2 separate regions of the Mus musculus genome follow, and region 2 is linked to region 1. The links are chromatin contacts, called in public Hi-C maps. All regions are on one chromosome and are shown on one strand. The core of a region is the stretch at or near the end of the contact, and the rest is flanking DNA. Distances in the headings are between cores, read along the strand shown.

The links. Hi-C and Micro-C count contacts between places; a contact is called where the count stands out from the background.
Region 2: a Hi-C map of regulatory T cells shows a contact between it and region 1, with 2.5 times the contacts expected there. The contact joins the enhancer-like site here to the promoter of Elovl3 in region 1. A contact is called at or near these places in 2 of 39 promoter capture datasets (liver and stem cell-derived epiblast-like cells), 3 of 484 Hi-C or Micro-C datasets (the N1E-115 cell line, embryonic stem cells and regulatory T cells), 5 of 115 datasets of contacts at active chromatin or transcription factors (the SCID.adh cell line, bone marrow-derived dendritic cells, embryonic stem cells and 1 more) and 1 of 9 other capture datasets (embryonic stem cells).

Annotation. Positions count from the first base shown.
Region 1 is chr19:46,128,581-46,133,749 of GRCm38.p6, reverse strand. It overlaps Elovl3 (elongation of very long chain fatty acids (FEN1/Elo2, SUR4/Elo3, yeast)-like 3), which reads right to left and starts at 1,851. Exons shown (of 4, transcript NM_007703.2): 1 at 1,577-1,851; 2 at 495-626. The coding sequence starts at 1,680.
Region 2 is chr19:46,515,837-46,520,778 of GRCm38.p6, reverse strand. Trim8 (tripartite motif-containing 8) reads right to left here. Exons shown (of 6, transcript NM_053100.2): 6 at 4,324-4,942. Among named protein-coding and RNA genes, the nearest start is that of Trim8, 17 kb to the right of the region's middle. Within about 2 kb of position 2,183, at least 161 of the 459 cell types and tissues checked have an H3K27ac peak or open chromatin away from gene starts, as enhancers often do. A contact at or near this core is called in the N1E-115 cell line, the SCID.adh cell line and regulatory T cells, where this site is marked.

The sequences.
Region 1 (5,169 bases), core at 602-3,101:
TGAAGTGGGTTGCCAGTCAGAAGGAAAAAGTGGCAAGAGACAGAAGGACGTGGTAAAGGAGGGGCTGGGGAACTTGATGCTCTTCGATTGCTTTGGAAGAGCAATTTGGGAACTGAGATATTTAAGGCTAGACAATTTTGTCGGCCGTATAGATTTCCCGAGCACAAGAGGAATGGGGTAGAGCCTAACATCTGTATTCCCAGAACTCAGGGGACTGAGGCAGGACGGTTGTGGTATTTGAGGCTAGCCTAGGTTACACAGTGGGCTATTAGAGCAGTCTGGGGTGCAGATTAAGAGACTATCTTTTAAAGTAAACATTTTAAAGAGGGGTGGAACAGAACAGAGACCATAGCCTTGGGCTCAAGGAAGAGAGAAAACCCAGGTACTATGGAAAAGAAGTCGACGTGGCTGAGGATTTGAGAAACCCTCAGGGTAAAATGGAGATGTAAGGACTAAAGAACAGGCAGAGAGCATGGGGTGGAGGACTAACTTACCTGAATATTGCCAGGAAGAAGGACCAGAGGATGAGAGGCCTCTGCAAGCTGAAGCTCTTCCGCGTTCTCATGTAGGTCTGGCCAACAACGATGAGCAACAGATAGACGACCACTATGAGAAATGAGCTTACCCTGGAGGGCAGAAAACAGATGGATTCACAGTGGGCGTTGCTTAAAAGAATGCCCGCTCATCTCCCAAAGGGGCTCCTTTATACTAGAGCTTCAGCAGTATGATGCTTTGGTTTCCTTATCTTTATGGGGTAGTGGGGTGCCTTGGCAGTATTCACAGATCTAAAGTACCTAGCACAGGGCACATTTGAGATTTCTGTAATTATGACTTTGTCAATGAGGTCTCAATGAAGGTGACAGTTGTCTGCCCCCAGCCAAGAACTACTCTGTCCAAACCTGTGGTGTAAGATAGTGTAGCAACATCTGACTGACTTATGGCAAGACGAGATTGAACAACAAAGTCACCCCACCAAACACGTCTGGGACGATTTAGGGCTAAGACAGAAAGCCTCAGGAAAGCTTTGACAGGGTTCCCATTTTTGTGTTATCTTGACATCAGAGAAGATGACACACTAAGGGAACATGATAATTGTGTGTGGGACACGCTAATCCTAGGTGCCCACACAGGAAGGCTCGCTTGGGCTCTCGGGCTCTCTCTCTCTCTCTCTCTCTCTCTCTCTCTCTCTCTCTCTCTCTCTCTCTCTGTGTGTGTGTGTGTGTGTGTGTGTGTGTGTCTGTGTATGTGTCTGTGTGTCTGTGTCTGTGTGTGCCTCTCTGTCTCTCTCTGAGAGTCAACTAAAAAAACCGCTTCATTCCGGTCAATCTCTCCTCAGCTATAGTTCCCATTTTTTCCCTTTGTTTTTGTCTCCTCCCACATCCCTCTCTCCAACTTCTCATTTCTGAGCCCTTTCTTCTAGAGCTAATCTCTTAAAGGGGTATCTTAAAAGAGGGGGCGGGGCAGGGGAATCGGAGCTAGTACCGGGGCGGGCGCGTCGTCGGAGACTTTACAGGCATTCATTCCCTGTCTCCATTTCCCTCAAAGCAGTTGGTCCTTCCCCATCACCAGGTCTCACCAGTACTCCTCCAAAAAGGGCCTTAAGTCCTGAAACGTCTCGAAGTCATAGGGTTGCATCAGGTCCATTTTTAACCCGCGTGAGAAATTCATGGATGTGTCCATTTCGATTTTGCAGACGACGAGTTACAGAGCTTGGGGTAGGGAGCTGGGCGAGAGCCAAAGAAGTAGAAGATGGAGTGGGTCTCAGGGACGAAGAAACCCAGGACAGAAAGAAATTGTGTATAAGCAGAAGGGCCCCGGAGCCTGGCACGTGCGCTGCTAACCAGCCCGCTCGCGCTGCAGTGACCGTGCCTGCCGTATATATATCCCCAATTACTAAACTGGGAACCCAGGCGGTGCAAGGCCAGCTCCCGCCCTCAGCAGTTATCCAATCTTAGCCAAGGGACATCTCTGTCCCGCCCCTGGACCTCCTCCTCTCTGACTGATCAGTCTCAGGGGCACCTCCCCTAAGAACCAAGTTTGCCCCAAATCCGTTCCCCCCACCCGCCTCCTTCCTTCCTTTCTTTCTCTTTCTTTCTTTCTTTCTTTCTTTCTTTCTTTCTTTCTTTCTTTCTTTCTTTCTTTCTAAATTCCACCAGCTGCTCTAGGTTGACTCATAAGCACACCCCCTCCCCCCTCCCCCCCCCCCGCGCCCCAATCCTTGATTTCACCGAGTACCCAGGCAGACCAGTCTACCTCTGACACAGTCACCTGTAGCCTCTGCCTCCTTTTGCGTTAATCTTCACCTACTTGGCCCTGACGAGCAAGCGGAGGGACTCTTGGCTTCTGGTGCACACTTCCAGATATGGGGTCGACAGTTTCCTTGGGAAACCCAGGCTGGAATAAGGAAGACCAAGCTGGACCATAAGGAAGACGGCTCTGACCACTTCTGTCTTTGGATCTGTGCTTGTAGGAGGAGGGGAATGGATGTAATGAATTTTACTGTTGGGTTGTTGTTGTTAATATTTGAGGAGGCGGCAATTCAGGCTGTTACAGTTTCTTTATAGTTTCCGGAACTGTCTCGTCTGACGCCCAGTAAAAATGTTGGAGAGAAAAATGGGGTCACCCTCTGGGCTCCTTGTCCTCAGGTGCAGGAGAAGCCTGGAAGGGTTTAAAGTAGGTGGTGACCCAGTGAACTTCCTTAGGCTTACAGTTCCCCTTCCCAGTCTGAACGTATCCAATTGAATCTGCTCCTTCACCAAGGCATCTAGTCCCAGTGAACAAAAAATACTTAGAAACTGGGAAGCCTTTACCTGGCTGTCCCTTGTTTCTTTCTTGGCTTTAAGAAAGTGAAGGAAAACCAGAAGGCTTGAAAACAGTTGAGAGGAGATGGGGATCTATAGAACAAGTGCAAAGAAAACTAAGAACTATTTGAGGTGGTGAAGAGCTGACTCAGTGACTATGAGCACTCGTGTAAGCATTAGGACCCGAGTGCAGAACCTAACACCCCATAACCAGCCTGCACCCTGTCCTGCCCACTGTATGTGGGAACAGAGACAAGACTGTTGGGGCTTCCAGGCTGCCAGCCTAGGGGAAAATCACAAACCCTGGGTTCACTGAAAGACTGAGTGTCTCAAAGAAATAATTCCTACAGACACACCACACACATACACACACACATACATGGAGACACAAATACAGGCACACACACCACATACACACACAGACACACTACCACATACACACACATGTACACACAGAATCACATACAGACACACATGCCACACACACATGCACACACATACACACATATGCACACACATACAGACACACACATATATATACACATATACACACACACCACACACATAAGCATACCACATGCATGCACATATACACACATGTACAGACACACAAAGACATACACACTACATAGTACGCACATATACACACCACACACATATATACACACTGAGACACACACACTGAGACACACCTCATACTCACACACACATACACACACCACATACACACACACAAATATATACACAACACACACACACAAATTAGAAAAACAGCAGTTTTGATATTCTTTTTTTTTAAGATTTATTTATTGATTATATGTAAGTACACTGTAGCTGTCTTCAGACACTCCAGAAAAGGGAATCAGATCTCATTACGGATGGTTGTGAGCCACCATGTGGTTGCTGGGATTTGAACTCTGGACCTTCGGAAGAGCAGTCAGTGCTCTTAACTGCTGAGCCATCGCTCCAGCCCCCCTCTGAAAGCATTCTTAACCACTAAACCATGACACCAGCCCCCAAAACAGTTTTTAAAAATTAAATATTTAGGGCTGGATTAAGAGCACTGGCTGCTCTTCCAAAGGACCTGAGTTCCGTTCCCAGTACCCACATGGCAGCTCATAATTGTCTATAACTCTAGTCCCAAGGGATCTGATGCCCTCCTCTAGCCTCTACGGGCACTACGCAGACATACATTCAGGCAAAGCACCCATACACATAAAATAAATAATAATTAAAAATAAATATATGCATAAGTCAGCCATGTGCACCTGGAATACCAGCAAGAGAAAGAAGAGTCTGGAGTTCAGGGTCATCCTTGGCTACATCAGTATGAGGCCATCCTGGGCTATGTTAGACCTATCTCAGAAAAAAAAAAAAAAAGGAAATATATGTGTACGAGACTATGGAGACAGGTGAGATGGTTCACTGGCAAAAGTTTGGCTGGGAAATCCTGACAGCCTGAATTCAATCCCTAGAGTCTACAGTGAAAGGAGAGACTCATATCCCAAAAGTCATCTCCTGAGTTCTACACACACATCAAAGTATGCATGTGTCATGCATACACAATAGATAGATAGATAGATAGATAGATAGATAGATAGATAGATAGATAGATACATAGATACATAGATACATAGATACATAGATACATAGATACATAGATACATACATACATACATACATAGATACATAGATACATAGATACATAGATACATAGATAGATACATAGATACATAGATACATAGATACATAGCTAGATACATAGATACTTAAAAAGATACACAGATAGATAATATAGATACATACATAGATACATAATACTTAGAAAGATACACAGATAGATAATATAGATACATACATAGATACATACTTAGAAAGATACACAGATAGATAATATAGATGTATACATAGATACATATATAAAAAAGTGTAATTATAGAAAGTAAAGCCCAAAGTCTCTAAAACCAGAAGACCTATACAAGATCCAGCCTCCACTCTCAGTGCTATCTTAGGAAGGGGGGGGTGCGGGGGGGGAGGGGGGGGAGCTGGGGAGCTCAGCCTCTTCCATCTAAGTGAAGCACCTCTACACCTGTCTCTATTTTATCACCTCTCACCTGGTTACTACAGTCACTCTACCATTGAGGTCACATTAGCTGGTAGCCTTACTTAATACAGTACACTTCTTTCTTTCTTGTCCTGGAACCAGAAAAAAAAAATTGTTCCCAAACCTGTCTGTTCACCAGGTCCATAAGCCTCAACCCTAGACATTCCTAGACAATCTCTGTCCAACTGCAGAAGACAGTTCTATCAGAATTCTAAGTTGGGTCCTGTTGCTTTCTTACCCATCACCTTTAGTAAGTCCTAATTG
Region 2 (4,942 bases), core at 934-3,433, 390 kb before region 1:
CAATTACTGAAGATCTAACTCGAGAAGTCATAAATAGCCGAGTTTGCTGCAGTTGAGAGAAATTAAGCACACAGCAATTAAAGAAAACTGGTCTCCTGTGGAGGGGATAGGCAAAGGCCCTCAGTGCAGAACTCTGAGGTAAGTCCACAGTCCACTGTATGGCCAGAAGCAGCCCTGGGCCTTCTTGGGTGGGTCCAGTCACCAGATGTGTATTTTCACTGTGGGAGAGATAGATGTCTTCCACATGGAAGACGGTTGCCAGCCATCTGCCAGGGTGAGTTCCTCAAGACTACTGGAACCCATCTTGCTGTGATCTTACAGTGTTTAGGATTCCGTGTGGTGGAATTCATCCTGCCCTGAAGGAGAAGGCTTTGGGGAGCAGGTGGAAAAGAGAGAGAAAAACATAAGGAAGATGTGAGTGCTGTCTGCTCTCTCTCAGGCCAGGCCTCTCTGGCTTGCTCTCCTCCCTTCTCACCTTTCAACCTCAACTGCCTCTACTCTACAGTACTTCCTGGTGTGTTCCCCATTGCCCCTTGCCTCCAAAAAAATTCTAGAACGACGGCTCTTTAAAGAGCCTGGATTCAAGGCCTTTACCTTGACATTTCTGTTCAGAGTAGAAGGCACAGGGGGCAGCTTACCCTCTTAACTTTAAGGAGCTGGCTCCAGCCCTGTGAGGTCATGGATACCTGTCCTGTCAGTATCTGGCAAGCTGTGGCAAGAGATACTGTGAGTTTATGGACAGCCTGGATTGTACATAGTGAGACCCTGTCTCTCAAAAGAGAAAGAGTTGGGCATAATGACATCCACCAGCAACCCTAGCACCAGAACCTGTTAGCAGAGGTTGGAAAACCTTCACCAATCTGATCCACATAGTGAATTCCAGGCCAGAGCCTCAGAGACTTTGTTTCAAACAAAACAAAAGCTGGGTATGGTGGGCCACTCCAGCAGGAGGAGCCCTGAATTTGAGCCTAGCCTGACCTACAGAGAGAGTTCCTGGGCAGCCAGATTTACACAGAGAAACCCTGCCTCAAAAATAAAATAAAATAAAATAAAATAAAATAAGAGTGAAATGGCATAAAAAAAGGAAAGAAAAGGGAAAGACTATTCCAAAGTCAGTGTCAGGATTTTAGGGTCTCTCCTCCTTAGCCTGGTGGCCCTCCTGTCTGTCTGTCTGTCTGTCTGTCTGTCTGTCTGTCTGAGGCAGGGTTTTTCTCTTCAGCTCTGGTTATCCTGGAACTCACTTTGCAGATCAGGGGCTGGCCTCGAACTGAACTCACAGATATGCTTGCCTCTGCCTCCCCTGCTGGGGCTAAAGGCCTGAGCCAGCACCCAGCCCCCTCCTTCTTTATTGTTTTGTCCTGTTTGGCTGACCCTGCTTGATCCTCATGTGCTGCAAGTTCCACCAGACCAGCTATGAAGGCAGGAGCACCATCCCAGGACTGTAACCAAGAGCCCCTGGGTATATGGAGTCTACCTCCTTGCACTTTGCATTCCTGGTAACCTTTACTGATAAAGGCGAGAGAGTCTCAACAGTTCTTTTCCTGCTAACCCTCCCCCCCCCCCCCCAGAATTTACTGGATGCAGAGGTCTGGTAGGGAATCTCCCACGTGCTAGGTACCCTCCTGAAGTTGCTAACCAATGGTTCCCACATAGGGAGAAGATGAAGGTGACTGAGATCCGGTTTGATGACTAGGCTCTGAGTGGGAGGGTGTGAACAGGGCTTGGGAGGACTTCAGAACTGAAGCTGAAAGGTCAGGGGTCTCTGTGTAGGGAAAATGCTGACGTTGCTCAAATGGCCCTTCCCATGGTGTCCTGGGCCCCTAGGTATCATTCAGAGTGAGGAGAGGTTTTGTGTTTTGTATTAAAAAAATCTGGGGTCTGGGGGAGTCAAATACCCTGGGACAAGGGGTGGAAGAGCCAACTGTCTCCAGCCCTTCTTGCCCTCAGTCCATCTTCTTCTTAGGCGTAGAGATGCTTCCGGCAGTTGCAGGGCCGACCCCCCCCCCCTGCCCTGCAGCTGTTCTCCAGCTGCCCAGCCCCACCCCAAAGACAGCTGGGAGAGGCTGCGAGAGGGGGCGGGAGCCTGCCCAGCTGCTGGCTTTGCCTGGGTCGGGGGAGGGCTGTGACATAAAAGAGCTCGACAGGCCAGGGTAGTGGAGGAAACCGCCCCCCTCCCACCACCCCGCCGGGTGGCCTCCTCGCGGGCTCTGTGCGCATCTGGGCCACAGGAGCTGCCGGCCCTGTCTGTGGGGTGGTGGGGAAAAGTCTGTCGCCTCCCAGCACTTCCTGGAAGGGGAAGGCATGGTGGCCTCCAAGAAGGAGTGAGGATGAGGGGCACAGGAGCCTGCCTAGAGGACAGTGCACCTGTGTGGTACAAGGCCTGCCCCTCCAGAGAACCATAGGAAAAGTTCCTCCCTGCTTCCCTAAGCGGGCCGGGCCTCGGGGGGGGGGGGGGGGAGGGTGGGGTGGAGTTGGGGGTGAGCGGGAGGGCGGCACTTAAGCCTTTTCTGGGCCTCTGCCCCTCACTCTGCTAGGAGGTGGGTGACAGCTGCTTCTACGAAGCCAGGACAGCTGGGTAGCTAGGGACAGCTGGATGGAGTTTTTCCCGGTTTCTCCGCTGCCCAAACAGGATCTGGGCCTACAGCTGTGTGATCATTGGGGTGGGCTTCAAAGGAGGCTGAGGGTGGGGCTCCAGCCTAACTTATCTTCCACAGTGTCTCTCCATGCCTCGACCTGGTTAGTGCACCTGGAGAAAGGGGCCCCTCCCGCTAGCCAAAACAAATTGGACCAAGTGGGAGAGAAATTAGGCAGTTTTGCATCTTGGCTTTCAGCTCTTGGCATGGAGGATGTACCAGGGCTCCTGACAAACTAGACAGTGAGAGGAGGCGATATAGTAAGAGGGTCTATCTGCCCACCAGTATCCACCTGTCTCAGACATCTGTCCCCTCCCCTGGGCCCCAAACAGGTGCAGGAACCTGGGCAGCTTGTCCTAACTCCTAGCTCTGGCCTGTAGCCAGCCTAGGGTGGGGAGGTCATGCTGCAAACTTCTAAACTTCAAAAGAAACACCCCTTCTTTTGAACAGCCTGGGGTGTGTGTGTGTGACACATCTTTACTTTCCTACCTGGGACTTCTGTTTTTCTGAGGTGCAGTGACCGGAAGTCACCGAGGCCTAGGCAGCTCACAAGGGGCTTCCATTAAGGCTCCCTGCCCACATTGTACCAGGTTTGCCGATTCCACAGAAAACAGGAGGAAAAAGGAGAGAAAGAACTATGTACCTGAGAAGGTTTGCCTCCTTCTGGTCTGGGAAAACGGTACAAGCTCACTTTAAGGGGTGCATGCAAAACAGGAAGCTGAGACACAGGTGGTGGCTTGCTCCAATCCCAGCACCCTGGAGGCAGAGGCAGGTGGGTCTGAGTTCCAGGCTAGCCTGGTTTACAGTGAGTTCCAGGTCAGGCAAGGCTACATAGAAACCCTGGCTTAAAAAGCAACCAGTCAACTAACCAGCTAGCAGAGAAGAGGACCTTCCAGAATTGAGAGCCAGCCAGCAATCCCAGTGCTCAGAAGGGTTTAAAGGAATCTCTAGTTCAGTGCAGGAAGGTGGGTGTGTTCCAGCACTCCTCAAGGAGGCCATGTATTTAGACAGCCCTTCTCAAACCCCAGGATCCATAACCACCACTGGATTTAGGAATTCAAACTCCTGGGTTTTCAGATCTAGCCCTCCTTCCCCTTCTAATCCTATTACCCCTTCTATCCCTTCCAGGGCCAAAGTCCCAAGTCATTAAAGGAAGGAGCCCAGTGGCCCCTCTCCCCAGAATAGGGTCTGTTTTGTCTCTGAGTCTGCAGTCCTGTATAGCACCTAGCATATAGCACGTGCACACTGGCAGGACCTCACAGAGATGCCAGGGGCCTGTGTCCCATTGGGCCAGGTTTGGAAGGCCTTCAGCAAGGATTTATTCAATAAACCAAAGGTGAAGGACAGATGTAGCTGGTGTCTGAGAAGTGATATTTACAGGTCTGGGATTGTGTCTAGACCCAGGAGGACAGAAATCAAGACAGGAGAGTGGAGGCAGCAGACTTAGAGAGCCCTGTGCAGACCACCGTCAAAAGGTTCTAGGCCTGAGAGGGCCAGTGGGGTGAGAGGCAAGGCCAGGGCAAGACTGCGCCATGCTTATTTAGAAGACTGGATTTCAGTGTGTGCTCTAGACAGGAAGTCCATGATTCAGATAAAGTGCTCCCTGTAGGAAGGTGCTCTACCAAGATCCAGGGAAGGACTGAGAGCTAAGGCAGCCCCTCCCCCACTGACCTCCACAAGGGCTGTGCTCTTGTTTTTATTCATTATTTCTTTTATTTCTCTTTATTATTATTAATATTATTATTATTTGCTTTCGCTGTGGTCACTATCATTGGCAAAGTTCCTTTTTTTTTTTTCTCCTTTTTTTTTTTTTTTTTTTTCTCAGCTTTTCTTGGACACGGGGCTCCTGGCTTTGAAAGATTCCACTTGGGTTTGAAGATGCCAAAGGCTGCTTGAGATGTGGCCTTGAACTTCCGGCTAGAAAGAGGGTCTATAGAAATCACTCTTGGTTTAAAAAAAAAAAATTGAAAACTAAAACAAAGAAAACCCTCCACAATCTCTAGGTCACTCTTTTCTCCACCAGTGATCACACTGCCCAGAGGAACCAGTGAAGGGAGGAGAAACGGGCAGTGGGTGCTGGGCTGCCTCCCAGGGCGAGCAAAGAGCTGCCATCCAGGGCTTCTTCCAGCCATGGGGGTGTGAAGGGAAGGGGGTAGGATTTGTTTTTTTTTAAAAAGAAAAGGAAAGAGAGCCCAGTGCCTTGAGTTAAGATACTGTCCCAACTCCAGGGCTACCTGCAGCCCCTGCCAAGGGCCAAGGCTACTTCCCACCGTCACCTCCTCATCCAGGAGATGCATAATTAAAAAAAA